Regions from separate parts of the Rattus norvegicus genome. Here region 1 is linked to region 2. The links are chromatin contacts, called in public Hi-C maps. All regions are on one chromosome and are shown on one strand. Each heading gives the region's core, a stretch centred on a gene start, on an enhancer-like site or on the middle of the called end of the contact. The rest is flanking DNA. Distances are from core to core; before and after follow the strand shown. Region 1 has its middle 23 kb from the start of Rps6ka1. Region 2 holds the start of Arid1a (AT-rich interaction domain 1A).

Region 1 (5,885 bases), core at 1,133-3,632, 160 kb before region 2:
GCCCACCCTGTTGAGCAATCTTCCTGCAGATCAACATGAAGATGAACGTTCCTGAATTAATGCTGTTTAGATGACTTTATAGAATTCCTGATTTGATAATTTTAGAAGGCAAGTTTTTGGGAGATGGTTTTAGCTGATTTGAGAGAAAGATGTGATAAAGTCAGAATCAAGAATAGAATGTGTCGGGGTTGGCGATTTAGCTCAGTGGTAGAGCGCTTGCCTAGGAAGCGCAAGGCCCTGGGTTCGGTCCCCAGCTCCGAAAAAAAAGAAAAAAAAAAAAGAATAGAATGTGTCCGTCCCTCATAGAATGTTAGGTAAAGGCTGCCTAATAAGGAATACAATGTGCTTTCTTTTTTTTTTAAGATTTATTTATTTATTATATATAAGTACACTGTAGCTGTCTTCAGATACACCAGAAGAGGGCATTGGATCTCTTTACAGATGGTTGTGAGCCGCCATGGGGTTGGTGGGATTTGAACTCAGGACCTCTGGAAGAGCAGTCGGTGCTCTAACCACTGAGCCATCTCTCCAGCCTCCTATTTGATGTTTTTGAGGCAGAGTTTCTCTGTGTAGCTTTGGCTGTCACTTTGTAGACCAAGCTGGCCGGCCTCAAGCTCAAAGAGATGATATGCTGGGTATTAAAGTTGTCAAATTTGGACTTTTTTTTTTTTTTTGAGACAGGATCTCACGTTGTTAAAGCTGCCTTTTAACTCCTTTCGTAGCCCAGGCTAGCCACAATCCCAAGAGCCTCATGACTCTGCCATGCAGGAGCTGGGATTACTGACATACACCATCGTGCTTGGTTCCTGCACCTTTATGTGTACAATTCTCTTGCTTAGAATGTTCTTCCTAAACTATCTATACATCCTTCAGCATTCACTCCCTCAGCACACAGGCATTGGGATTAAAAGCCAACAAGGCCATGGGTGCCATTTTCATTCAAACCACCACCAATAGAAAGAACTATGTATCTGCTAAGAACAATCTGATCCTGCAAGTGGGGAAGTTCTGGAAAACTCCACCCGTGGAAATTCGAGGAAGTGCCCTGGGTAGGGGGAAGCAGGATGATGTCATTGTTTACTTAAAGAAAGAACTGGATATAACCTGGGACTGCGGCTCAGTTGGCAGAGTGTTATCCAGCGTGCATGAAGCCCTGGGCTTGACCACTTGCACTGAATCAAACTGGGCAAGGTGGCACACACCGTGCAGAACACTTGGGTGGAGGGATAGAAACAGAAGAATCAGGAGTTGAAGGTCAGCGCTGCCTGCAAGGCCAACCTGGGCTAAATAGGAATCTGTCTCAAAATAACAACAACAATCAAACAAACAAACAAAAAACTTTAGCCAACCATTGTATTTGACTTTTCCGTTCCAAGGTATGCGGTCTACCTCAGAGCTACATCCCCAGTACGACTTTGGATCTAAAGTTCCTTATCTCTTAGATCCTTGATTGTGGTCCCGGCTTAATCAGCTCTCATTGAATTTTACCTACTTAATTTTCTGTTCCCTTTATTTTTATCGGGATGGGAAATGCATCTGTGTGAAAATGGGGGTCAGAAGACGATTTTGTGGAGTCTGTTTTTCTCCTTCTACATCTGCATGGCCTCTGGGGATCAAATTCAGGCCCTAAGGTTTGTACAGCAAACGCTTTATTCACTGGCCTATCTCGCTGGTCCAAATATTGCTCATGTTCAGGAAATGGGAATAAGAATACTTCTATTATCATTGATGTTTGCCTTCACTCGGCAAGTAGGCTTTTGGGAAAGGCTCGTTTGTTGTTCAAGGCCTTGCTGCTTTGGGGAGAGATCAATCCTCATCCATTTAGATTACAGACCGAGAACGATGCAAGAAGGCTGGGTAACTATACTCCAGTCCTCTCTCTGTCCAGAGTAAGATTCACAGTAGCCTTGGAAAGCACTGCATCTGTTCAGCCGTCGCCATGACAACATCAGCCTGTGCTCCGGTCCATCGACGGAAGTGGGCGGTGTCTAGAGAGCAGATCGCCTAGGTGGCCGCGCGTGCCTGGGTCGTGTGCAGCCCTGAGGAGTCCTCCAGTGCCAAGCAAGCACTGCTTCCTCTGTCCACACGGGGGCGACGCAGAGCTGAGCTCCGCGCGTGCGTGGGAGCCAATGACCGTGCAGGGTCCTCTGGGCCCGAAACTGGAAACTGGAAACCCTCCAAGCGTCTGATCTGACGTCGTCCACGACACGCGACAGCCTTTCCCAGGATCGCCCAGCTCAAGTTCGGATCTGTCCCGACCCTCACTACCCTCCTCACTCCGACAGGGACCAAACTCGAGCTTCCCAGGGATGGGCCTTACGTGCCGCCCGACAGTCCCAGGAGGCCCAGGGAGCACGCGCACGCACGTGTGTGGGCGGGGCTTCGCGCTGGGACTGCCTCTCGGAGGCGGGGCTAGAGCCTGGGTAGCGCGCGGGGTGATGGGAGCAGGAGCCACGCGGAAGCCTCGCGGCCACCGGGCTGGTTTGCTGGGTACCACGTGGCTTGGTGGGTTTGGGTACTCAATGTTGGCTCTAGGGTTATCTCAGATTTAGGCACCAGTCATACGACGTGTCTGAACGCGGGGTCGGGGAGGACAAAACTGGGCAGCCCTAGGACCCAGTCTGAGACTAGTTAGTCGGGGCTCTTGGTGTGTCATCCACCCTTTAACATTCCAGCCACTGCCCAGGCTTGTCACTTGGCGGCACCCTCCCACCACGCACAGCAGGATATGCCCTTCTCAGAGCTCAGCCAAGCAGAGAGGCTTATGAGCTTCAGTTTCAACGAGATTAGGGAGCCAAGTCATGGTGGCTCATACCTGTTATTCCTGGGGCTGGAAAGTCACCGGGAGTTGGAGCCCAGCCCTGGCTGCATAGTGAGTTCCAGGCTTTTTTTTTTTTTTTTTTTTTTGGTTCTTTTTTTCGGAGCTGGGGACCGAACCCAGGGCCTTGCGCTTCCTGGGTAAGCGCTCTACCACTGAGCTAAATCCCCAGCCCCAAGTTCCAGGCTTTTTAACTACAAAGTGAGACCCTGTGTCAAAGAATTTAAAAACAAGACAAACGAACAAACACACAAAAAACCCGGAACAAACCAAACATCAAAAACCTAAAACAAACGAGCTAGAGCGATAGAGTAGGTGTTCTTTCTGGCCCTGTGTGTGGCTCCGGGTCCAGCAGTTTCTCTACAGGGAGGACTGGGGGGCGGGGGGGCAACCTCAGCAATTGACACTGGATGCTTTCTTACTTAACTGAAGTGTTCCAGGGATTGGAGGGAAATGTAATATGCCCTTCTCTTTCTGTTTTCCGGGGGTTCAGCATGAACATACCAATAAATCCTGCCCGGTCTCTGGTCTCTCTCTCTCTCTCTCTCTCTCTCTCTCTCTCTCTCTCTCAATTTGAGGCCCTGGCACAGTGAAAGTAAGTTTAAAAAAATTTAAAATGTAATTCTAATTCATAAATCTTTTTAAAATTAACCTTACAAAAACCCAATTTAAGCTGGGCATAGTGGCACAAGCCTTTAATCTCAGTACTTGGCGAGGCAGAGGCAGGCAGAGCTCTGAGTTCAGCTCGGTCATCTCGGTCTCCATAGCGCTCAGAGAAAAAAATGTCCTAAAGAAGAAAAAAGATGGGGCTGGGGATTTAGCTCAGTGGTAGAGCGCTTACCTAGGAAGCGCAAGGCCCTGGGTTCAGTCCCCAGCTCCGAAAAAAAGAACCAAAAAAAAAAAAAAAAAAGAAGAAAAAATATGAGGACTTTCACATTTTGTTTTGAGACAGAATTTCTCACTTTGTAGACCAGGCTAGCCTTGAATTCAGATTTGCATGCCTCTTCCTTCTGAGTGTTGGGATTAAAGCCATGAACCGTCATGTAGAACCGTCATGTAAAAGTCCTCATCCTTTTACTGACATAAGGGCAGTATTTTTGTGTTTACATGCTTAAGAGATCGTACATAGATAAACAAAGAGGTCACATGCCTATGGTTTGCTCAATGTATACTGTCCTGTATTTGTGTCAATACAAAATAAATATCATTATTATTATTATTATTATTATTATTATTATTATTTAGAGAGTCGATATTTCCAGAAAAACAGGTTTAGAGAGGATATTGATAGGAACCAAGAAATTCATCAAGATTGAGTTTTCTTTGTTATCTGTTCTCCTCCAGCCTGCATTTTCTTGTTTGTTTACTTGGTTCTGGTTTGGTTGCTAGGGTCTCACCAAGTAGCCCTGGCTGGCCTGGAACTCACTCTTCAGACCAGGCTGGCCCCAGCAAACTCACAAAGATCCTCCAGCTCCTATTTCCCTAGTGCTAGTTTCGGTGAAAGTGTTTGCCACCACACTGGAACAGTTGGTTTTGTCTTAGTTCGTTGAGGCAGAGTCTGTATGACCCAAACAAGTCTGGAACTGGCAAGGTAACCCAAGCTGGCCCTCAGCTTCTAGGAGTCCTCCTGCCTCAGTCTCCCAAGTGCTGAGAATACAAATGTGAGCCACATTGCTGTGAACACATTGTCCTGTAAACTCTACTGAACAGGGTGCTTAATGCTAAGTAATTCATGCAATGGGGATCCCGGGTCTGGACAAAGTTCTCCAGGGAGGGTTTCTTGCTAGGGTCACACAGGACAGAATGGCACAGCCCCAAACTGGGCCCGACTTTATCTGATCCCATGCGTCCGTTGATTTCTTCCTGTTAGCTTCCTGCTGACTTCCTTCCAATCTTTATTTCTGTGCAACCTGGCAAAAATATTTACATGTAAATATTCATGGTTTCTCCTCCTCCAGCCTTGGTTCCGAGCATATTGTGCCGATTACCGAGGGATGGGGCAGAGGGAAGCACAAGCCTGCTGTGTTCTGCAGGGATTCCTCCCAGGCCCACTCAGGGAAAGCCGCTGGCAGAGAAGTGGGTTGGCAGAGCCGGGCGGGGGGGGGGGCGGGGGGGTGTCAGCGATATGGAGGAGGAAGAGCAAGCAGGCCATTCTGGAGCTGCGCTGGCAGCTTGGGACTTGGAGGAAGACTTCGGACTCTGAGCTGCTGTCTACTGCGAGATACCCTGGCTAATACGTCAGCCCTGCACACTCCACCCCACTCAGTTCCGGCTTTTGCCTCCTGTCTGTGCCTTTTGAGCTTCCATGGGTTACAAGGAGAAGAAAAAAGTCTGCCTTATTTAGACACGTGAACTGTGTACTCGTTCTCTAAAGATTTACTTTTTTATTTTGGTGTATATGAGTGTTTGCCACATGCATGTATGTTGTGCTCTTGCCAGGTGTGCAAGGTGAGAAAAGGGTGTCGAGTACTCTGAAATGAGTTACCGACAGTTGTGAACCACCACGTACACACCCGTAAACACACCCACTCACCTACACACACACTCACACACTCACCTACACACACACTCACACATGCACACATACCCACTCACCTATACACACACTCACACACACACACTCACCTACACACACTCACCTACACACACATGCACACACACTCACACACTCACCTACACACACACACTCACACACTCACATGCACACACACAGACACACCCACTCACACACACCCACTCACCTACACAGACACACACCCACTCTCCTACACACACACACACACACACACTCATTCTGCACACACACCTATGAACACACATAAATAATAAATAAATGTAGTTATTTTTAGAAGAAGAAAGGAAAGACTGTGCTGGAGCCAGGCATCGTGGTGAATGTTTGTACTTGGGAGATGGCAGCAGGAGGATCTGGAGTTCAAAGCCGTCTATGGCGGCACAGCAATGATCTGTCCGCACGCACCCCTCCCCAAGCCCCAAAATACACACAAAACAGAAACCCACAAAGAAGCTTGCTGCTTTGCGGGTTTCTCAGCCTTGTGGTCAGGGGGAC
Region 2 (6,148 bases), core at 1,482-3,981:
TTTCGAGAGAAGAGCGCTGTCCTAGCCCTATAATCTGCGCCGGGATTCCTGAGCTGCCTGGGTGTGGGGTGAAAAGGCAGGGGCTGTTGGGGGGAAAAATACCCACCGAGGGGAGGACCCACGGCCCGGAGTCGGGGTCTCGCTGCTCGGGCCAGCCACGTGCCCGCTCCTCCCCTCCCCCTTTCTCATTCCCAGTGCCCCTGGGGAAAGCGGATGGACCAGTTTCTAAGAAAGTTCCTCAGCCCAGCAGTCTTAGGTTAATGTAGATCTTCCGAGTGGAAGAGACTAGGATTTGAGATCTTAAAAAAAAAAAAAAAAAAAAAAAAAAAGTAGGGAAGAACACACTACCTCTCCTGACCTAGGTGGATATATTTTTTAATGCACTTTGCCTCATTGCTAGATTAAAATGGTGACTGTTTTCAAAACAGCGTGACCACGTGTAGGGAAAGAGATTTTGGCGCTTTTCATATTCACGGCCATGGAAGAAGGCCATGTGGACTTTCCTTGAAGACAAATCCATTCTCGCTTCCAGATTTTCACTGGGCTCCAGGTTTCCCATTACACCCCAGTTCCGAAGAAAATGGCAGGGTAATTGCATGTAAAAAATTCCTCATTTGTGTGCGGGACTCAGGACTGTTTGGCAGCTCTGAGGCAGTTGATTAAATAGCAAAGCTCCGTTTATGAGGCAGCCTATAATTTGGTTTCTAGGACCTAATGCACCACTAGAGTTGTGTTTCTGAGGACCGTGAATGAAAAGAGGGCACTGGTCCATACCAGCTAGTTCCATCGTCTTGGCAGGTTGGTTTGGTTCTTGGTTGGGGGATGGGAGAGCAGAGAGGCTCTGGCCATCTCTCCATTCGCAGTTTACTACGAGGGTTTGTAGTATGGGATGTCTTGGGGGTAGTAGAAATGACTTAGCCTTTCAGAATTATTTATGTTGACCCATGACATGGTCAGAACTCCAGGGGCCTGCAGAACCCACAAGTTCTAAAATAATGATCTGTGGCCCGAAATCTCCATTTATAAAATCTGGGAGGAAAAGAGGCCTTTGTCATTGATGCTTTTCCAAGGCAGTCTTGGTCCTGGTGAGAAGCTGGAATTCCCTCTGGTTTTTCCTAGCTTGCCCTGTGAAAGCATTCCAAGCCTGACAGAAGAAAAGGCTGCTGTGGGGTTTGGCAAGGCCTGTAGATCTGGGTAACTGAGCTTTTCCGTGAATGCCTTGATCTTCTCAGATAAACCTGGCCTTAGGGTCTCTGGTAAACTTCAAGGAGTCTTACACCTTAGGAGAGACAGCAGATCTGAGGGGCATCCGTTTTGTGTGACCTATTAGGCTCTGCTTTTTCTCTCTTTAAAGAGGAAATGGTTTCCATTTTCTGCATCCCTCTTTTGCAGTGGTTTTTGAACACTGAGGTTCTTCCAGTCCCTGGAGCCTTTTCTGTGGGCTTGTTTACATCTTCAAGGTACTTTTGGAGATTGGGGCTACTGGCCATTGTGAGCTAGGTTCCCTTAGGAAGTGCTAATGGAGCTTGGTTTGCCTGGAGGACTGTCTTAAGCCCCCAAAGCATCAGTAGCCACCATTTTAAGAGAAGTGGTGGGATGACCACGTTCGATTTCAAACCTCCTGACACTGATCCTGTTGTTGGATTTGTTCACAACGTAAGTGCCTCTCTTTTCTCCTTTCCTCCTTTTCTCAGGCTAAGTAGACAAGATGCAGCTTTGGCGACTCCACTTTTTATAGCTACACTCTTCTGCCCTCTGACTTTAAGTGACCTGGGCAGTCCTCTCTCTCTTCTGTCTGTTGGTAAAATGGGGGATAATCCAGACCTCATGCCCCCAAGGCCTTGTCAGGGAGGGCTAATGAGGGCAGGGCATGGAGAACCGATAGTTTGAACAATGGTCAGTCCTCCTTTGGGGCTAGCCAAAGGGGGCAAAAAGCAGGGCTCACTCAGCTGGGTCTCAAGAGCAGGTCTGCAAAAGGCTTTGAAGAAGAAAAGTGCTGCGGAGGTGCTAAGTCGCAGCCAAGAGACCAGGCCCTGTGCCAGGGGGTCAGGTCCCGGCCGCTGCGGCCGCGGTTTCGGGCTCAGGCCAATTTTGCAGGCGCGGGTAAAGTTCACGCGGCCCGCTCCCTTCAGATCGGCCAGGAGGGGACAGGCCAGGATGGGAACGCCGCGAGAGAGGCGGCGCAGGCTCCGGAGGCGCGGGCTCCGGGCCGGGTTTTCCCCGAAGCCTTCGGCGGCGGCGCTGCCGAGCGAAAGAGGCTGAGGGCTTGCCGCCGCCGCGGCTCGTTCTCTCCCCTCCTCCTTTGTGAGGGGAAGGGAGCGAGTCCATTCCACGGCCTGCGCCCGCTCCGCGCTCCACTCCGGGTTTTTCAGGCGGCCGCGACGGCGCTGGGTAAAATGGCAGTGCTGAGCCTCGTGTCGGAGTGAGGGGGACTCGGAGGAGAGTGGGGCGCTCTAGCTGCTCAGTCCCGCCGCCCGCCCGCCCGCCCGCCCGCCCGCTCGTTCGCTCGCCTGCCGCCGCCGCGCAGCAGCCTCGGCCCGAGCCGCGGCCGGGGAGGCGAGGCAGGGCGCCCGCCGGAGCAGCGCTCCTACTCTGCCTCCCGGCGCCCCGTCCGCCGCCGCGCGCCCTCCAGCCCGCCCGTCCCGGGTCCCCCCTCCCCCCCGCTCCCTCCCTCCTTTCCCGCCCCCTCCCCCTCGCCTCCCTCCCTCCCTCCCTCCTCCTTTCTCCGGCAGCAGAAAGCGGAGAGTCACAGCGGGGCCAGGCCCTGGGGAGCGGAGCCTCCACCGCCCCCCTCATTCCCAGGCAAGGGCTTGGGGGGAATGAGCCGGGAGAGCCGGGTCCCGAGCCGACAGAGCCGGGAGCAGCTGAGCCGCCGGCGCCTCGGCTGCCGCCGCCGCCTCCTCCTCCTCCTCCGCCGCCAGCCCGGAGCCTGAGCCGGCGGGGCGGGGGGGAGAGGAGCGAGCGCAGCGCAGCAGCGGAGCCCCGCGAGGCCCGCCCGGGCGGGTGGGGAGGGCAGCCCGGGGGACTCGGCCCCGGGGCGGGGTGGGAGGGGGGAGAAGACGAAGACAGGGCCGGGTCTCTCCGCGGACGAGACAGCGGGGATCATGGCCGCGCAGGTCGCCCCCGCCGCCGCCAGCAGCCTGGGCAACCCGCCGCCGCCGCCCTCGGAGCTGAAGAAAGCCGAGCAGCAACAGCGGGAGGAGGCGGGGGGCGAGGCGGCGGCGGCAGCGGCCGAGCGCGGGGAAATGAAGGCAGCCGCCGGGCAGGAAAGCGAGGGCCCCGCTGTGGGGCCGCCGCAGCCGCTGGGAAAGGAGCTGCAGGACGGGGCCGAGAGCAATGGGGGTGGCGGCGGCGGCGGAGCCGGCAGCGGCGGCGGGCCCGGCGCGGAGCCGGACCTGAAGAACTCGAACGGGAACGCGGGCCCTAGGCCCGCCCTGAACAATAACCTCACGGAGCCGCCCGGCGGCGGCGGCGGCAGCAGCGACGGGGTGGGGGCGCCTCCTCACTCAGCCGCGGCCGCCCTGCCGCCCCCAGCCTACGGCTTCGGGCAACCCTACGGCCGGAGCCCGTCTGCCGTCGCCGCCGCGGCGGCCGCCGTCTTCCACCAACAACATGGCGGACAACAAAGCCCTGGCCTGGCAGCGCTGCAGAGCGGCGGTGGCGGGGGCCTGGAGCCCTACGCCGGGCCCCAGCAGAACTCGCACGACCACGGCTTCCCCAACCACCAGTACAACTCCTACTACCCCAACCGCAGCGCCTACCCCCCGCCTCCCCAGGCCTACGCGCTGAGCTCCCCGAGAGGTGGCACTCCGGGCTCCGGCGCGGCGGCCGCGGGCTCCAAGCCGCCTCCCTCCTCCAGCGCCTCTGCCTCCTCGTCGTCTTCGTCCTTCGCTCCGCAGCGCTTCGGGGCCATGGGGGGAGGCGGCCCCTCAGCGGCCGGCGGGGGAACTCCCCAGCCCACCGCCACCCCCACCCTCAACCAACTGCTCACGTCGCCCAGCTCGGCCCGGGGCTACCAGGGCTACCCCGGGGGCGACTACGGCGGCGGGCCCCAGGACGGGGGCGCGGGCAAGGGCCCGGCGGACATGGCCTCGCAGTGCTGGGGGGCTGCTGCTGCGGCGGCGGCGGCAGCGGCCGCCTCGGGAGGGGCCCAACAAAGGAGCCACCACGCGCCCATGAGCCCCGGGAGCAGCGGCGGCGGGGGGCAGCCGCTCGCCCGGACCCCTCAGGTACACAGCTGAGTGGGGAGGGGGCTGGGGCGAGCGGGGCAGGGGGGTGGGTGGCGGCTGTGGGGAGCAGGCCCCGGCCGTGGGCTCCCCTCAGGCTTGGGCCCCCACTGCCGGGGAGCTGCCATTGTCTGGCTCTTCTCTCTTAAAATGGCTGCCTGTCTGCCTTCCTCTCCTTCCCTCGATCAGCCTTTGTGTGGGGCTTTTCCAGAGGTGTCTGTCCGGTTTCTCCTCCTCCGCTGGTCCTTTCGAACTCTGGGGGTCTCCAGGGGGGTGCAGAGCAAAGTGTGCCTGGAAGGGCCAGGCCCGAGTGAGGGGGTGCTGGGGGTTCAGGTTAGGGGTGTAGGCAGTGTCAGGAACCCGGGAGAAAGAAGCAACATTTTCTTGCTCACCTGCCGTTCCTCTGTCCCCCTTGCCTTCCTCTAGGCAGTTCCCCAATATATGCTTTTAAAGAGTGGCCCCTAGGGCTCGGGGGACCTCGGGGGAGAGCTGGGGCCTGCTTGGGGGCAGCTTGAGGCCGACTGTGGTTCGCTCTGGGCCGCCCGGGCCACCTCTTTCCTTAGTCTCCGCCGGCCCAGTGGCCTGGGCTTCTCTCTGGAAGTGCTGGTAAACAGCTGAGTGATTGGAGTAGTAAGTGCAGATTGCTTTGGTTTGGGATTTGAATTATGGAGGTAAAATCCTTCTGTCAAAGCCAGGAGACAGTTGGTCTTAGGTTGACATCCTATCTGTGATCTGATTGGCTCCCCATCTTCTGCTCTTGGCCATTTATAATTGCCTCTGATGTAATGGTACAACAATCCTGATGAGCTCATAAACTTTTACACTCTGCTTTTCTGCCAGTGATAACCCAAACCATCGATGCCACCACTATCCGCCTTTTATTCCAGAGCTGAAATTGGCTGTGACCTTGAGGAGGGAGGTTTAAGCAGCAATACTGTATCAGCAGGAGCAGAGTCCCAGACAGGCTGCCCTTGTTACATTGTGCCTGAAACAAAAGAGGAGGCGATGGCATTTTGCTTGCACCTTGGATTTATTTTGCTTGTTATGTTTTATGCAGTCTGAAATAGATTCTGTGTTGCTGGAACAGTAGCTGAGTTTTTCCTCTACAATGGGTTTGCTGTTTGTTTTCGTTTTGTGACTTTCCTGATGGTATAAATGAGTTCTTTGATAGCTCTGAAGATACATTTGTCTCGAGTAGTTTTTGACACTGTGTTCAGCTACAGAACTGAAATTATTTTACTGGCTTTTTTTTTTTTAAATTAAAAGGCAAATGTGAGATCTGTAGGGGGAGAAGATGGTTTTGTTAATATTTTGCTGAGAGCTGGGAGCCTTCTGACAATTTCATAGTGGGTTCAAGAGTCCTGCAAGGCTTGTCTCTTTGTTTACATGTTGAATCTTGTGAACGTTTCCTTTTGTTAATTGAACTTTGGGAGAACAGCTCAATTGAAGGAGATGCTGATGGCCTTGTGGTCTAGGGAGAGATTTTCTCCTAAGGGCTGGGTTTAGGATATTTCTGACTTGTTTCTGGAATATTTGTTTTGTCGTCAGTTACTTTAGAGCTTTAAAATAGAGACGTGCCAACATTTTTCTTTATATTTTAAGTTGTATAACTTTCTCCCTTCTGTCTTCTAAGGTGTAAAGGTGACCCACAGTAGTGACACATGGCTGCCTCTTTTCGGTCCTTTTTATACATTTTGTTTTGTTTTCCTTTGCTTTCCCTGGGTGCTTTCCCCGGGAATATCTGGCTCCCTCTGGAGTCATCTGTTCAAGGAGGGGAGAAGCCCCCTCAGGTTTCCATCCCCAAGAGTGGTACCTTTGCTGTGTCCTGTGTCCCTTCCCTGTCCTCCTCCACCTACTTTTGTATTCTTGTGTAGAGCTGGGAACTTTGAGAATAGTCATGTAAGGCAAGCTCTGCTGTGAGG

What was found. Hi-C and Micro-C count contacts between places; a contact is called where the count stands out from the background.
Region 1: a Hi-C map of Schwann cells shows a contact between it and region 2, with 3 times the contacts expected there. The contact joins the enhancer-like site here to the promoter of Arid1a in region 2. A contact is called at or near these places in 1 of 12 Hi-C or Micro-C datasets (Schwann cells) and 1 of 1 datasets of contacts at active chromatin or transcription factors (oligodendrocytes).

The regions. Positions count from the first base shown.
Region 1 is chr5:151,421,703-151,427,587 of GRCr8, reverse strand. No RefSeq gene overlaps it. Among named protein-coding and RNA genes, the nearest start is that of Rps6ka1, 23 kb to the right of the region's middle. Within about 2 kb of position 2,382, at least 44 of the 93 cell types and tissues checked have an H3K27ac peak or open chromatin away from gene starts, as enhancers often do. A contact at or near this core is called in Schwann cells, where this site is marked.
Region 2 is chr5:151,261,969-151,268,116 of GRCr8, reverse strand. Arid1a (AT-rich interaction domain 1A) reads left to right here and starts at 2,731. Exons shown (of 20, transcript NM_001401279.1): 1 at 2,731-4,229. The coding sequence starts at 3,105.